2 separate regions of the Mus musculus genome follow, and region 1 is linked to region 2. A link is a contact called in public HiCAR-type data. All regions are on one chromosome and are shown on one strand. The core of a region is the stretch at or near the end of the contact, and the rest is flanking DNA. Distances in the headings are between cores, read along the strand shown. Region 1 holds the start of Car11 (carbonic anhydrase 11). Region 2 holds the start of Rpl13a (ribosomal protein L13A).

The links. HiCAR-type assays count read pairs that join an accessible place to other places.
Region 1: a HiCAR-type map of astrocytes shows a contact between it and region 2, with 2.8 times the contacts expected there. The contact joins the promoter of Car11 here to the promoter of Rpl13a in region 2. A contact is called at or near these places in 12 of 39 promoter capture datasets (the 3T3-L1 cell line, the C10 cell line, HPC-7-derived erythroid cells and 6 more), 6 of 484 Hi-C or Micro-C datasets (CD4 T cells, the G1E-ER4 cell line, the HL-1 cell line and 3 more), 8 of 115 datasets of contacts at active chromatin or transcription factors (Th17 cells, astrocytes, embryonic stem cells and 3 more) and 3 of 9 other capture datasets (adipose tissue, liver and macrophages).

The regions. Positions count from the first base shown.
Region 1 is chr7:45,694,844-45,701,472 of GRCm38.p6, reverse strand. Car11 (carbonic anhydrase 11) reads right to left here and starts at 1,506. Exons shown (of 9, transcript NM_009800.4): 1 at 1,134-1,506; 2 at 973-1,047; 3 at 107-249. The coding sequence starts at 1,200.
Region 2 is chr7:45,126,640-45,133,122 of GRCm38.p6, reverse strand. Rpl13a (ribosomal protein L13A) reads left to right here and starts at 4,378. Exons shown (of 8, transcript NM_009438.5): 1 at 4,378-4,423; 2 at 5,555-5,627; 3 at 5,849-5,914; 4 at 6,031-6,132; 5 at 6,329-6,414. The coding sequence starts at 4,409. It overlaps Flt3l (FMS-like tyrosine kinase 3 ligand), which reads left to right. Exons shown (of 9, transcript NM_013520.3): 7 at 711-895; 8 at 986-1,054; 9 at 1,692-1,934. The coding sequence ends at 1,009. It overlaps Snord34 (small nucleolar RNA, C/D box 34), which reads left to right and starts at 6,455; the gene lies at 6,455-6,483. Snord33 (small nucleolar RNA, C/D box 33) reads left to right here and starts at 6,178; the gene lies at 6,178-6,259. It also overlaps Mir5121 and Snord32a.

The sequences.
Region 1 (6,629 bases), core at 257-2,756, 570 kb before region 2:
GGGCAGGCCGGGTGATCTTCAGAGAGTAACTATTTATTCCCCATGGTTCGCCATCCACCTCAGCCCAGGTCCCCTCTGCTTAGACCCGCCCCACTGCAAAGCTTACCTTCTCTCCCCCGGTGCTGAGTCTGAGCGGGGGCAGAAAAGGGTCATAAAGAACCCGCTTCAGCTCCACATCCACGGGGCTCTGCCGCTTCCCCACAGCGCACAGGCTCCAGGCAGCGTTCACCAGGCCCCAGAAGGGAGGCCCTATGGGAACAGAAATAGGCTGGATTCCAGGCAGGACCTGCTGTGTGGATTGGGGCAGGGATAACCCCAGCTGAAGGAAGAAAACGAGGGAGGAAATCAGGAGCTTTGGGTCTAAGAGAGAAAGAACATGAGAGCCAGAATCCTGATTCCTCGAAGAATTTTGGAATCCCTTCCTAGGAGCTCATAACTGCTCCAAGCCTTGTTCCCATCTTTAAAAGGGCTATGTGAAAACAGAACTACAACTCCCAGTAAGCCTCAGGGGTGAAAACAACTCATCAATCTCCGGCCTGCCCCGTAGCCCCATGGGAGTTGTAGTTCTTTTAGTCTCCCAGGTCCCACAGCTGGATAAGAATATTAGGGGAGAAGAGTTATAAAAGAGGACTTCGAAGCCCCGGGCGAGGGGGCGGGACAGGGACCCGAGCTACCGAGTGTGTGCCTTCCAGCAGGAATAGGACCTGTCTATGGCTGCAAACACACACATTTCTCCACCCCCACACTTTCCTTGCACTCACTCCCACTCACTACTTGAAATGCGCATGTATAATGTCCCATGGTGAGCCGCTGAGGTTCAGAGGCTGGGCCCCACTCCTGAGGGAAGAAGGCAGGGGCTGGGAGCTTTGGTCCTATGGAAGATGAGAAGATCGAGGACCCAGACTCCTGAGCCTAGGAAAAACGGCGCCTAGGGATATGGGGTCGGGCTCTGGGTCTCCACCCTGTTTGCACCTGGCACGAAGTTTCCCTGGAGATTCTCCTTGTAGCTCCACCAGTCCTCGGGATCAGGTGCAGGTCCGATGTGAGCTGGGAAGAGAGCAGCTGCATCCCTCTCCTAGGCACCCCACCCTGTCCCTCCCTCAGAGGATGCTGCCAGGACCCCCAGGTCTTACCTGCCGCTCCCAGTGCGGCCCAGAGTACCAGCGCTTGAGGGGCGCTCAGGCGAGCGGCACCCCCCATCCAAGAGGCCTCGGAGCGACCCTTTCCCAGCGCCCGACCCCCTAGCTCTTCCCTCCCCTCCTCTTGGGACTTCCAGCCTGGCTGTCACCAGAACGGGAGCCCCAGCTCCCGGGATACAGGGGCTGGGACCGTGTACCCCAGAGCCCGTTTGACGCTCACTCCTCCGCCCGCCTGGGCCCGCTCCCTGCACTCGCTCTACCTCCCGAAGCTGCGATCGCCCTCGCCGGCCCCGGGTCCCTCTCGGTGCCAATGCACACCCCTTCTTCGCTCTCAACCAGCGAACCCGGCCGCGCACTCGCCGCGTGCGCTCCTCTCCCTCCGCCTCCTCCCTCACCCTGCCTTCTCTTCTTCCCTCTGTCCTCTTCCTCCTCCCTATTCGACTCTGCCTTCCCTTCTTCCTTCTATCTCACCTCCTCCCTCACCCTGCGCTGCCTCTCCCTCTTTCCATCTCCACCTCCTCTCGTCTTCTTCCCCACCCCCTCTTCCATCACCTCTGGTCCTGCTTCCCTCTTCCCCACCCACTTGCTCCCACTGGTTTGATGTTTGGTTGGGGGGTCTCCGCAGTAGAAAGGGCCGCACCCCTGGGCCCAGCCCTGGAAAGGGAGGTGCAGTGTAGCCGACGGAGCCCGAGGCCCCCAGCTCCAGGTGCCAAGGCTAGAAAGGACCGGGCGCTAGGGGCCTGGCGTGCAGAAAACCAGCTGGTCAGGACGGGGAGGCAGAGGCTTGCGGGACTGGAGGGTGAGAAGGCTGGAGGTGAGCTGATGCTGGGAAGGAGGGACAAGGTGCCCTGAAAGGGGACCAGGGGGAGCAAGATGTCAAGTGGCAGGGAAAGACAGAAATAGACACAGGGAGACTTTATGGTCAGGGCTGGGCAAGAAGGAGAGACAAATAAAGAGACACATTACAGAGTCACAGAGACACAGAGAGAGTGCTTAGAGACAAGCGAGCAAGATGCTATGCAGAAAGGAAAGAGAGATAGAGACTAAAAAGCATGATGTCGGGTCATAGAAAAAGAGACAAAGGCATAACTACATAGAGGGAGCATGGTGGTTCTCACTTCCCATCCCTGCATGCAGGAGGCTGATTGGAAGCCATCCTGTGCTACACAGTAAGACCTTGTCTGAACAAAACAACTAACAGCTCACAGGAAAAAAAAAAAAAAAAAGAATGAATAAGTCACAGAAGGACAGAGAGGTGGAGAGAGGCAACCACCAAGAAATACAGTAGAGATAGACACAAGGAGACCCACCCATGGGATTAGAGGAGCCAGGTGGGCCAGCAAGAAGGATGAAGACGGAGTGGAATAAATGCAGATACAGAGACACATCGGGAGATACCAAGGCACAGAATAGAGAGAGAAAGATCATTTAGGCAGGAAATGGAGGGCAGACAGAGACCCAAAGATACACAAACACCAAGTATAAAAGAACAGAGAAGGAGACCTGGAGCCTCACAGAAGGGGCCCCATATACAGAGTTGCTCATGCACAGAGCAAGACAGAAGGACAGAAGCCCAGGCAGAGGAGAGGGCCTAGTCACAGACCAAATGACTTGAGGAGAGCACCGAGGACAGAGGGAGGCAGGCAGGCAGATGTGGTGAGTTGGAGAAGCTCATGTTGGAAACCATCATGTCTCCAAAAGCAAGGCAGCACAAGAAAGGAGTACAGGGAGCAGCAGGGAAGAGGGAGGAAGCACAGGGCACTGACAGAGAGATCCCGCTATGTGGGCTTCTCTCAGCCCCGAAGCTGCTCAGCATGTGGGGTCAGCATCAGTCCTGTTCCACAGGTAGAGTTAGGGGTCAGAAGGAGCAGCACCTTCTGTAGGGGACTGACTAGTGTCCACTCTGCTCCTAAAACAAGACATCCCCTGGAACTCAGGAGTGGGCTTTATTTGATGAGGTCTTAGCTTGTGTGTTTTTTTTTTTTTTTTTTTTGGTTTTTCGAGACAGGGTTTCTCTGTATAGCCCTGGCTGTCCTGGAGCTCACTTTGTAGACCAGGCTGGCCTCGAACTCAGAAATCCGCCTGCCTCTGCCTCCCGAGTGCTGGGATCAAAGGCGTGCGCCACCACGCCCAGCTTAGCTTGTGTGGTTAAGGTGTTGTTTGGTTTCCCCCACCATTGAGGATGAACCCAAGGCTTTACATATGCCAGGCAAACAATCTATAGCTGAGCCACGCCCCCACCCCTCACTGGGGGATTCTAGGCATGTGCTCCACTGCCAAGCCAGATCCCCAGGGCCTGACCAGGAAATTCTAGATTAGCAGTCTACAGAGTAGGTACATCACCAGACCTCCTGTAACTTTTCCTTTTGGCAGATTCTCACTGTGTAAGTTAGACAGAACTTGATCTCATTCTAGTTCAGGGAAGCCTTGAAGTTTCTATCCTCTATGTTCCGAGTAGATGAGGTGACAATCCTGCGCCACCGTTCTGAGGTATCATTTTTTTTTTAAGATTTATTTATTTATTATATGTAAGTACACTGTAGCTGTCTTCAGACACTCCAGAAGAGGGCGTCAGATCTTCTTACAGATGGTTGTGAGCCACCATGTGGTTGCTGGGATTTGAATTCCGGACCTTCGGAAGAGCAGTCGGGTGCTCTTACCCACTGAGCCATCTCACCAGCCCCTGAGGTATCATTTAAGATGAAGTCACTCTTCATTGTTAGGATGGGCCTCCATCAAAGAATGACTACCCTTGACAGCCAAGACAGGAAGATTCAAGACAGAAGCCAGGGGTGGGGGTGAGGGTGGGAGGGTGGGAGAGGGAGAGATAGATGGCTCAGTGGGTAAGAGCACTGACTGCTCTCCCAGAGGTCCTGAGTTCAAATCCCAGAAACCACATGGTGGCTCACAACCATCTGTAATGGAATCTGATGCCCTCTTCTGGTGTCTGAAGACAGCTACAGTGTATTCATAGGAAACAAACAAATAAACCTTAAACAAACAAACAAAACAAACAACAACAACAACAACAAAAAAAAAAACCCAGAAGCCTGTGAAGACAGAGGCAGATACTGGAATTAGATAGCCACAAGCCAGGAGTCATGGGTATCCCCAAATTCTGGAAGAGGCAGGATGACTCTTATTAACACCATAGTGTGATCCTACCAACACCCTGATTTTCAATTTTTGTTTGTTTGTTTGTTTGTTTTGTTCTTTTGTTTTTTCGAGACAGGGTTTCTCTGTCCTGGCTGTCCTGGAACTCACTCTGTAGACCAGGCTGGCCTCGAACTCAGAAATCTGCTTGCCTCTGCCTTCCGAGTGCTGGGATCAAAGGTGTGCACCACCACGCCCGGCAATTTTCAATTTTAAATTCTAGAATGTGAAGTGGCCCACCCCTTTAATTTCAGTACCCCAGAGACAGAGGCAAGCAATCTCTGAGTTTTGGGTTGTTGGTTTTTTGTTTTTGTTTTTTTTGTTTTTTTCGAGACAGGGTTTCTCTGTGTAGCCCTGGCTGTCCTGGAACTCACTCTGTAGACCAGGCTGGCCTCAAACTCAGAAATTTGCCTGCCTCTGCCTCCCAAGTGCTGGGATTAAAGGCATGCGCCACCACTGCCCAGCATAATCTCTGAGTTCGAGGCCAGCCTGGTCTACAGAATGAGTTCTGGGACAGCCAGGGCTAAACAGAGAAACCCTGTCTCGGAAGAAAGAAAAAAAAAAAAAAAAAAACAAAAACCAAACCAAACCACCAAACCAAACCAAACCAACAAAACAAAACAAAAACAAAACCCAAAACTCAGAGATTGCTTGCCTCTGTCTCTGGGGTACTGAAATTAAAGGGGTGGGCCACTTGACATTCTAGGATTTAAAATTGAAAATCAGGGTGTTGGTAGGATCCCACTGTGGTGTTAGTAAGAGTCATCCTGCCTCTTCCAGAGTTTGGGGATACCCATGACTCCTGACTTGTGGCCATCTAATTCCAGTATCTGCCTCTGTCTTCACAGGCTTCTGTTTTGTTTTGTTTTGTTTTTAAGATTTATTTGTTTGTTTTCTATGAATACACCGTAGCTGTCTTCAGACACACCTGAAGAGGGCATTGGATCCCATTACAGATGATTGTGAGACATTATGTGGTTGCTGGGATTTGAACTCAGGACCTCTGGAAGAGCAGTCAGAGCAGTCAATCACTGAACCATCTCTGTGGCCCAAGTGTTTGTTTTCTTAAGCCATATAGTACAGTGAAAAATAGTGTTTTGAGACAAGGTTTCCCTGTATAGTGCAGGCTAGCCTCCAGCTCCAACTGCAGCCTTTTCTGCTCCAGCCTTCCAAGTGCTGAGATTACAGGAGTAAAACAGACCTTGCTTGAATCTCTCTGCTACACTAGGCCTTTAGCCTCTGGACTTTTGCTGTTGTTTTTGAGATAGGATCTCTGGTAGCCCATTATTATATCTAACTCATTATGTAGCTAAAAATGAACCTCTGGTCCTCCTGCTTTGTAGCTCTTCAATGCTGGGCTGATAGGCATTTACCACTATACCTGGTTTACAGTGGGCTTGTGGGGGACCAAACCCAGAGCCACATGCACGCTAACGCTACCAAGTTGAGCTCCAGCCCAGCCTGTTTCTGGATCTTTCCAGAAACCTTTCGCTTCATCTGGAGTTGCCTTTCTTGCCCCTTCCTTGTGGGCAAATTCCTACTGGAACAAATACAGACTTCAGGAGATTCCGCCCACCCCCACACATACACCATGAACAAATAAAGACTTCAGGAGATCACCCCCACCCCCTGCCCCCCCCCCCCACACACACCATGAAGTCATTTGTCTAGCTGGTGAGGTGAACAGAATTTGTCTTCTTTGAGGTCTGGTGGCCACCTGTGCCACCCCTATTACTGTGCAGGGACAGGCAGGGCTGACATCTGGAGGGGAGGGGAGGGGAGGGGAGGGGTGAGGAGGGGAGGGGAGGGAAGGGAAGGGCCTGGTCGGCAAGTGGTACAGATGTGGATTTCACACCAATTTGCTTCGGCTGCTAGAAACAAAGTTTGAGTCACAAGGAACACATAAGGCTCTCTGCTCTGGGCTTTCATCTTCTACACGCAGGCTCTTGGGTGGGAGGAGCTCCCGCAGCTTGGGTGGTTCCCACAACCCCTGTGAACTTCCTTAACCCTCTCCCCCTGCCCTCAACGCCCACTACCTCTGTATCCTAGCAAGATCTTCCCATCAGCGTGCTCACAGAGAAAGGGAGGCCTCTGGGTATTCAAATAGTAACAGGAAACTCATAGGGTGCTTGCTCTGGGCCAGGCCTGTTCCAAAGCCTTAATGTCGATTAATAGGTTTCAGCTTCAAACTGCACTTGTTAAATAATCCCTGGACTTCCGATCCCCCACCTCCTAAGTGCTGAGAACTGGGCCACCATGGCTCTATCTAGACTATATTTCAAGATTAGATGATAGTCGTCGAAGCCTCCCCCTCGCCCATCAGAATAATAAAATATC
Region 2 (6,483 bases), core at 3,129-5,628:
GCCTGTAAGAGGGCACTTTACCCACGGCTAAACTTCTGAAGAAAATGTTTCTTCCTGTTTAGCAACCTTCTAATTGCTATAGATGCCCAGGAAAGGACAGGCCATTCCTTTTTATGGCCCCAGGTCACCTATCTTTGAGAAGGAGACAGAATTTCCAGTATGTTTATCTAGGGCAGTCCTGTGTACAGGGAACGTACACGGAGTGAGCATGGTTTCTGGGTAACAATACCAATAGCCATGCTCACTGTTTTCTCTTTTTTCCCCTCCCCTCTGTTTTGACGGTGTTCTTTTGAGACAGTCTGTCTCTATAGTCCTGGCTGCCTGTAGCTTGCTATGCTGACCAGGCTGAGATCCCTCAGCTTCTGCTCCTGACTTCTGGGGTTGAAGGTGTAGACCAGGATGCCCAGCCATGCTCACACTTTTTATCCCCAGTGTTGGTTTATTTTTCAGTGTTTCTTGATACATTCCTGTCAGTCCTACAACTTACTATGTAGACCAGGCTAGCCTCAAATTCACAGAGCTCTGTCTGCCTCTGCTTCCTGAGTGTTGAATTGTTAAAGGCGTGGTCTGCCAGGCCTACCTTATGCCCCCAGGTCTAGGTTTTGTTGTTAATAGGCTCCTCATGAACCACCCATCACCCGTATTCTCCAGGACGTTCCACGTTTGCGCTGATGAGCCCCCTCAGTTACCTGCTTCTTCTCTCTCCCCAGACTCCTCCACCCTGCTGCCCCCAAGGAGTCCCATAGCCCTAGAAGCCACGGAGCTCCCAGAGCCTCGGCCCAGGCAGCTGTTGCTCCTGCTGCTGCTGCTGCTGCCTCTCACACTGGTGCTGCTGGCAGCCGCCTGGGGCCTTCGCTGGCAAAGGGCAAGAAGGAGGGGGGAGCTCCACCCTGGGGTGAGCCTAGAGCCTAGAGTCCAGGGCGGCTGGATGGAGTGGGTGGCGAGGGATGAGGGGGGCAGGTGGCTGACCTTGTGGGGGCCTCAGGTGCCCCTCCCCTCCCATCCCTAGGATGCGAGCCTTGTGCATCGTTGACTCAGCCAGGGTCTTATCTCGGTGAGTCTTCCACTTATACTGGAGCCTGGAACAGCCAGGCTTGGGGGTCAGTCCAGGATTTGGGGAGCTGTCTTATTGTCTCTCACAGGAGGGGCGGGGATTCAGGGGAGTGGTGTGTATGTCAGGGGCAGCACGGTCTTGACTAAGTGTCCAGTGTGACAAGCTCAGGGGTTCGGCAGCTCCGACAATCGTAAGCTGTGGAGAGCCGGGAAGGCTTGTGAGAGAGCCTGCTGTGAGAATGAGCAAGGGGGCAGAAGGCGGGTGCCCTGCCAGCACCCGTATTTTAGAATATGATGTGTCTTACACTTGTAATACCTCTCGTGTGGAGGTTACACCTGTAATCTCAGCCCTTGGGAGCCCAGAGCAGGATTGCTGAATGGTCTGGCCACTCTCCACTACAAGGTGAGTTCAAGGCCATTGTGAAATACACAGCCAACTCGTCTCCTGTCTCAAATAAACAAACAAAAACTCTCAGTTAAGTGACACTTATTTTTTTTTTCAGATGAGGTCTCAATATGTTGCCCAAACTGACTTTGAAAACCTCGATGCACCTTCCTGCCCCACAAACTTCCAAACAGCTGGGCTTACGGGCATGCTATATACAACAAGGCTTTCTTTTCTTCTTTCTTGGTGCTAGAGTTGGGAACCAAAACAAGGAACAAGCTAGGCAAGTGCTGTGCTGAGTTACATCCCCAGCCCAGAGGACACACTGTCTGGGTATGGCGATGGACACTGTAATTCCAGTGCTTCTGGATTGGACATGCTGAAACTGGAGGATACTGACTTTAAGAAAAACAGAAAGGAAGAAGGGGGGTGCGTTGTAGCCCTGTGTGGTTGCTTTTGTCACCTCCACCCCTTAAAATAAAAGCAACTGCTGGGTATGGTGCTGCGTGCCTGGAATCTCAGTATTCAGGAGGCTGAGGCAGAGGGATCAAAACTTCAAGGCCAGCCTGGGCAACTTCAGGAAATGTGTGTCAAAATAACAATGAAAAGCAGAAATGCTGGAACTGGAGCTTAGTGGCAGGATCCCTGCACATGTAAGACTATGGCTCCTAATCGGGGCGTGGTGGCGCACGCCTTTAATCCCAGCACTTGGGAGGCAGAGGCAGGCAGATTTCTGAGTTCAAGGCCAGCCTGGTCTACAGAGTGAGTTCCAGGACAGCCAGGGCTACACAGAGAAACCCTGTCTTGAAAAAACAAAAAGCAAATGAACAACAACAAAAACCAATTAGATTGTTTACATTTTTTAAATTTAAGTTTTTAAATTTTGTGGTTTCCCATTTCTGGGCTTGTTTCTGAAACACACAGCCATAGTGATACATGTCTGTAAAACCAACTCTATTTATTAGTTTTTGAGATAGGGTCTATGTAGCTCCGATGGCCTGGAATGTGGGTGCAATCCTCCGGTCTCTACCTCTGGAGTGCTGGGGTCACAGGTGTGTTCTACCACACCTGAAAGTAATTCATCTTTTTAAAGAAATTACACCAGACCCCCCCCCCAATAAATTGAAAAAAATTACACATGGGGAGCAGGCAAAGTGTATTATGGCACCTGTATATAAGTCAGAGGACAACTTGTGGGTAGCTGGTTCTCTCCTTTCACCATGTTGGTCCCAGGGATGGAACTCAAGTGGTCAAACTTGGCAGCAGAGGCCTTCTTTACCCATTAACCCAGCTTGAAGGCCAAGATCTGGTTTCTTTTAAAACGGGGTCTCACTTAGCTCTATCTGACCTGGAACTGACTCTGGAGACCAGGTTGGCTGGGAACTCAAGAGATCGACCTGCTTCTGCCTCCTCCGAGACAGGTGAGCCACCAGGCCTGCCCCTAAAACCTCCAAAAAAAAAGACATGGAGCAAAGTTTGCGGTGTAAATCTGTCTGTATTCCTTAGCACTCTGGAGAAGAGGCAGAAAGATCAGGGATTCTGGGTTATCTACTGTTACATAGAAGTCCGAAGCTAACCTAAGAGGGGGGGGAGGGGAGCGGCGAGGGGCTGGGCTGGGGGCGTAGATCAGTGGTAGAGTGTCACGTGAGAACTCCAGTCCTCAGGGACCATTGATCACCCCCTTTTACAGAGGATACTGAGGCGAAGCAGGAGTCACCCGACAGACACAGCCTGGACACACAGACATTTGGGTGGAGACTAGCCCCCTTTTGGACCTCACTGCTCCGACCCCGCCAGCTCTTTGCCGAGGATGGAGACATCACAACTCACCAAAAGTCCCACTCACCCCATTCTTGCCCCCATGTACTTGTATATAATTTTTTTTTTTTTAACCAGCTCATCCGGGTCTGTCTGTGGATAGGACAGGGAATAGGTGCACCTTTTAGGTTTCAAAATCTTGGTTTGTTGGCTTTCCAGAAGCTGAGGCAGGATCTTAAATTTAAGGTCAGCCAGGATTGCAGAAATCTTACGTCAGAAACCCAAACCAACGACAAAAGATTCTATTTGTTTTCCGAGGCCTCCAGTAGCCCAGGGTCAGCACAGGGCACGCCCCATGGGAATTTGATGTGCAGACGCAACTCAATTCCCCAAAACCATAGCCCCAAAGTGTAACAAGCAAGCAAACGGTGCTGGCACCTACAGGAGGACTCGACTCAGGCTCGGCTGGTTAGGGAGGTTTTCAGGACAAAACGAGTCTTTGATAGCCAACAGTCTTTTGGTTAGTTATTTCCCTTCGGAGGCGGGCGGTTAGAGGCGCACAGACGGGAGGGCAGCGCGGACAACAGTCACGGAAACAAAGGCCTTTGGGGATAGAAGCGAGTGAGGGCGTCTGCGTCTCGGGACCCTCAAAGCCCCTCATTCACCCCATCCTCCTCCATCCAGGAAGGCTTCCTCCACCCGTTGGAAGGCTTCCTCCACCCGAGACTCCCAGGTTCAGGACAGCCAGCGATGGTCAGCCCACTGTGGGGTTGAGGGGAGGGACCGCTGCACGAGCAGCTCTGAAGGGCCGACAGGGACTATGCTCGCCCCCTCATGGACACCACATGTTCTGCAGCCGCCATCACTTGATGGGAGTAATGGCGCTGCACATGGCAGACACCGGAACGGAGAAGAGCGATCCCTTCAAATATGGCGGCTGCGGCTTGGCCGGCATTGTACGGCTGAAGCCGCTCCGAAACCCACGTGACATCCCGCCCCGCACAGTCATGGCCGCCAAGAGCCAACTCAGGCGACATTCTGATTGGACAAAATAAAAATGGCCCGCCTCGATAGACGCGCACTCACCGCTTCGACCAATTAGAAGACGGAAACTCTTCGGTTCGAGCCGTCTGCGTCACTTCCTCCGCCCCTGCAGCAAGGGATAAGAAACCCTGCGACAAGACCTCCTCCTTTCCCAGGCGGCTGCCGAAGATGGCGGAGGGGCAGGTTCGGACTCTGCGCGCGCCGGGCGGTGTGGGGTCGGGTGGGTGCCAGGCGGGAGCGCAGTGAGGGGCCACTGCTCCCCGCCGCTTGTGCGATGGGACTTAGCAAACGTCTCACGCGAGGGGACTGTGTAACGGGCGTAACAAGCCGCGGCTGCCTAGGTATGGGGCGATGGAAATGCAGCGGGTTTTCTGGGGAAGACGGGAGTGGGGCTGGGGTTCCAACACCAGAAACAACTTTTACAGGTTGTAATCTCAGGCGTTGGGGTGCGGGGAGCTTGCAATCTCTCATGCCTGGTGTATGTATGTAAGATAAGGAGAAACTGTCGCAGGCTCCTGCTTTGCATGACTTTAGGGCACCGGATTCCTGTAACATCTGATCTGAAGGCTTGTAGGCCTTTTGAGGGTGTTTTCGGTGTTCTTCAGAATTGGGGAGATTGATAAGACAGACTTTAAATATTACTTATTCACCCGACTGAAGCAGGAACCTCTTCATTTTGAGGCTGGTCAGGAATTGCCTGTACCTTCCTCCTGACTTTAGATTCCTTGACAGGTTGCTGCTCAGGAAGTAAATGGTGCTGTTTGGGACAGTTTTGCCCTTTAAAAAGAACTTGGGAAGTTCCGGAGACCCTCCAGTAACAGCAATAAACAGGGTGGCTGTGGAATGGGCTTCTTCTGTAGTTTGGGTTGGGATGCAGACATGTGCCTCCATGCCTGAGACGGGATTTAGCTTTGTAATCCAGTCTGCACTGCTCAGAATCACAGGACGATGTGTGCTTAGCTAAATCGGGTTCTTTTGAGTGCATATAAGAAAGGTTCTGCTTGAGCATCTGAGGATCCGATGAAAAGTTACAACAGGCTAAAGTCTGAAAGCAGGTCTGGTCAATTTTGGAGTGAACGGTGTGCCACTGGATCCCAGCTATCCTGGGATTTGAGGCCTGGAAGGGTTAAATGAAGTTCCATTTTAAAAAATCAACTTATATACACAATAGGAATCCTATGCCTGCTGAGGCTTTGTTAGTACTATAGTGGCCCTTTGGGACACTTGCTTCATCTGGGTAGTAGGCATCCTGACGGGTTGCTAACCTGGAATAGGGGAAGCCAAACTGTTTCCTAAGCATTCTTGTTTCCACAGGTTCTGGTATTGGATGGCCGAGGCCATCTTCTTGGCCGCCTGGCGGCCATTGTGGCCAAGCAGGTACTTCTGGGTAAGTTTCATTCACCATTTACCTTTGCCTGGGAGTCCATGATGAGCAACACTCACCATCTTTCGTTTGAGTCTCACGACTGTGAGATCAACCCATGCACCGCTCTGAGACTCGCCAGCCCCTGCTTTCTTGGGACCCCTGGCCTAAAAATACTTTTGGAGCAAGAGATCTGCCTTCCAAGAGGCTTTGCTGACTAATCTCCAACTCCCTGTTAACTCTAGGCCGGAAGGTGGTGGTCGTACGCTGTGAAGGCATCAACATTTCTGGAAACTTCTACAGAAACAAGTGTGAGTTAGGGCTGGGGCAGTGGTCTTCAGGCGGGCTGTTGCCTTGCTCCTGGACAAGCAGGCTATCTGCTCTGCTCTTGGGTCCAAGGGTGCCTCACATACTTTTGTCCTGACAGTAAAGTATCTGGCCTTTCTCCGGAAGCGGATGAATACCAACCCCTCCCGAGGCCCCTACCACTTCCGAGCCCCCAGCCGCATTTTCTGGCGCACTGTGCGAGGTGAGTTGGTGATGTGGTGACATGTAGGACAGGGTAGGCTCTGGCAGCTTGTGATGAGACATCTCCCACTCATGTTCGAGTTGCTCGACTATGAGATGACTCTACATGCACTACCATCTGAGGCTGTTCTAGCCCTTGCCCTGGGGTCAGACGGGGTTCTCAGCACCTCTGATGAGGCCCGCTGTTACCCCCACAGGCATGCTGCCCCACAAGACCAAGAGAGGCCAGGCTGCCCTGGAGCGCCTCAAGGTGTTGGATGGGATCCCTCCACCCTATGACAAGGTGAGCCTTGCAAGCCTAGCCTTACAGCCTCTGCGTCCAGCGTCTGTGATGTTCTGCTATTACCTACAT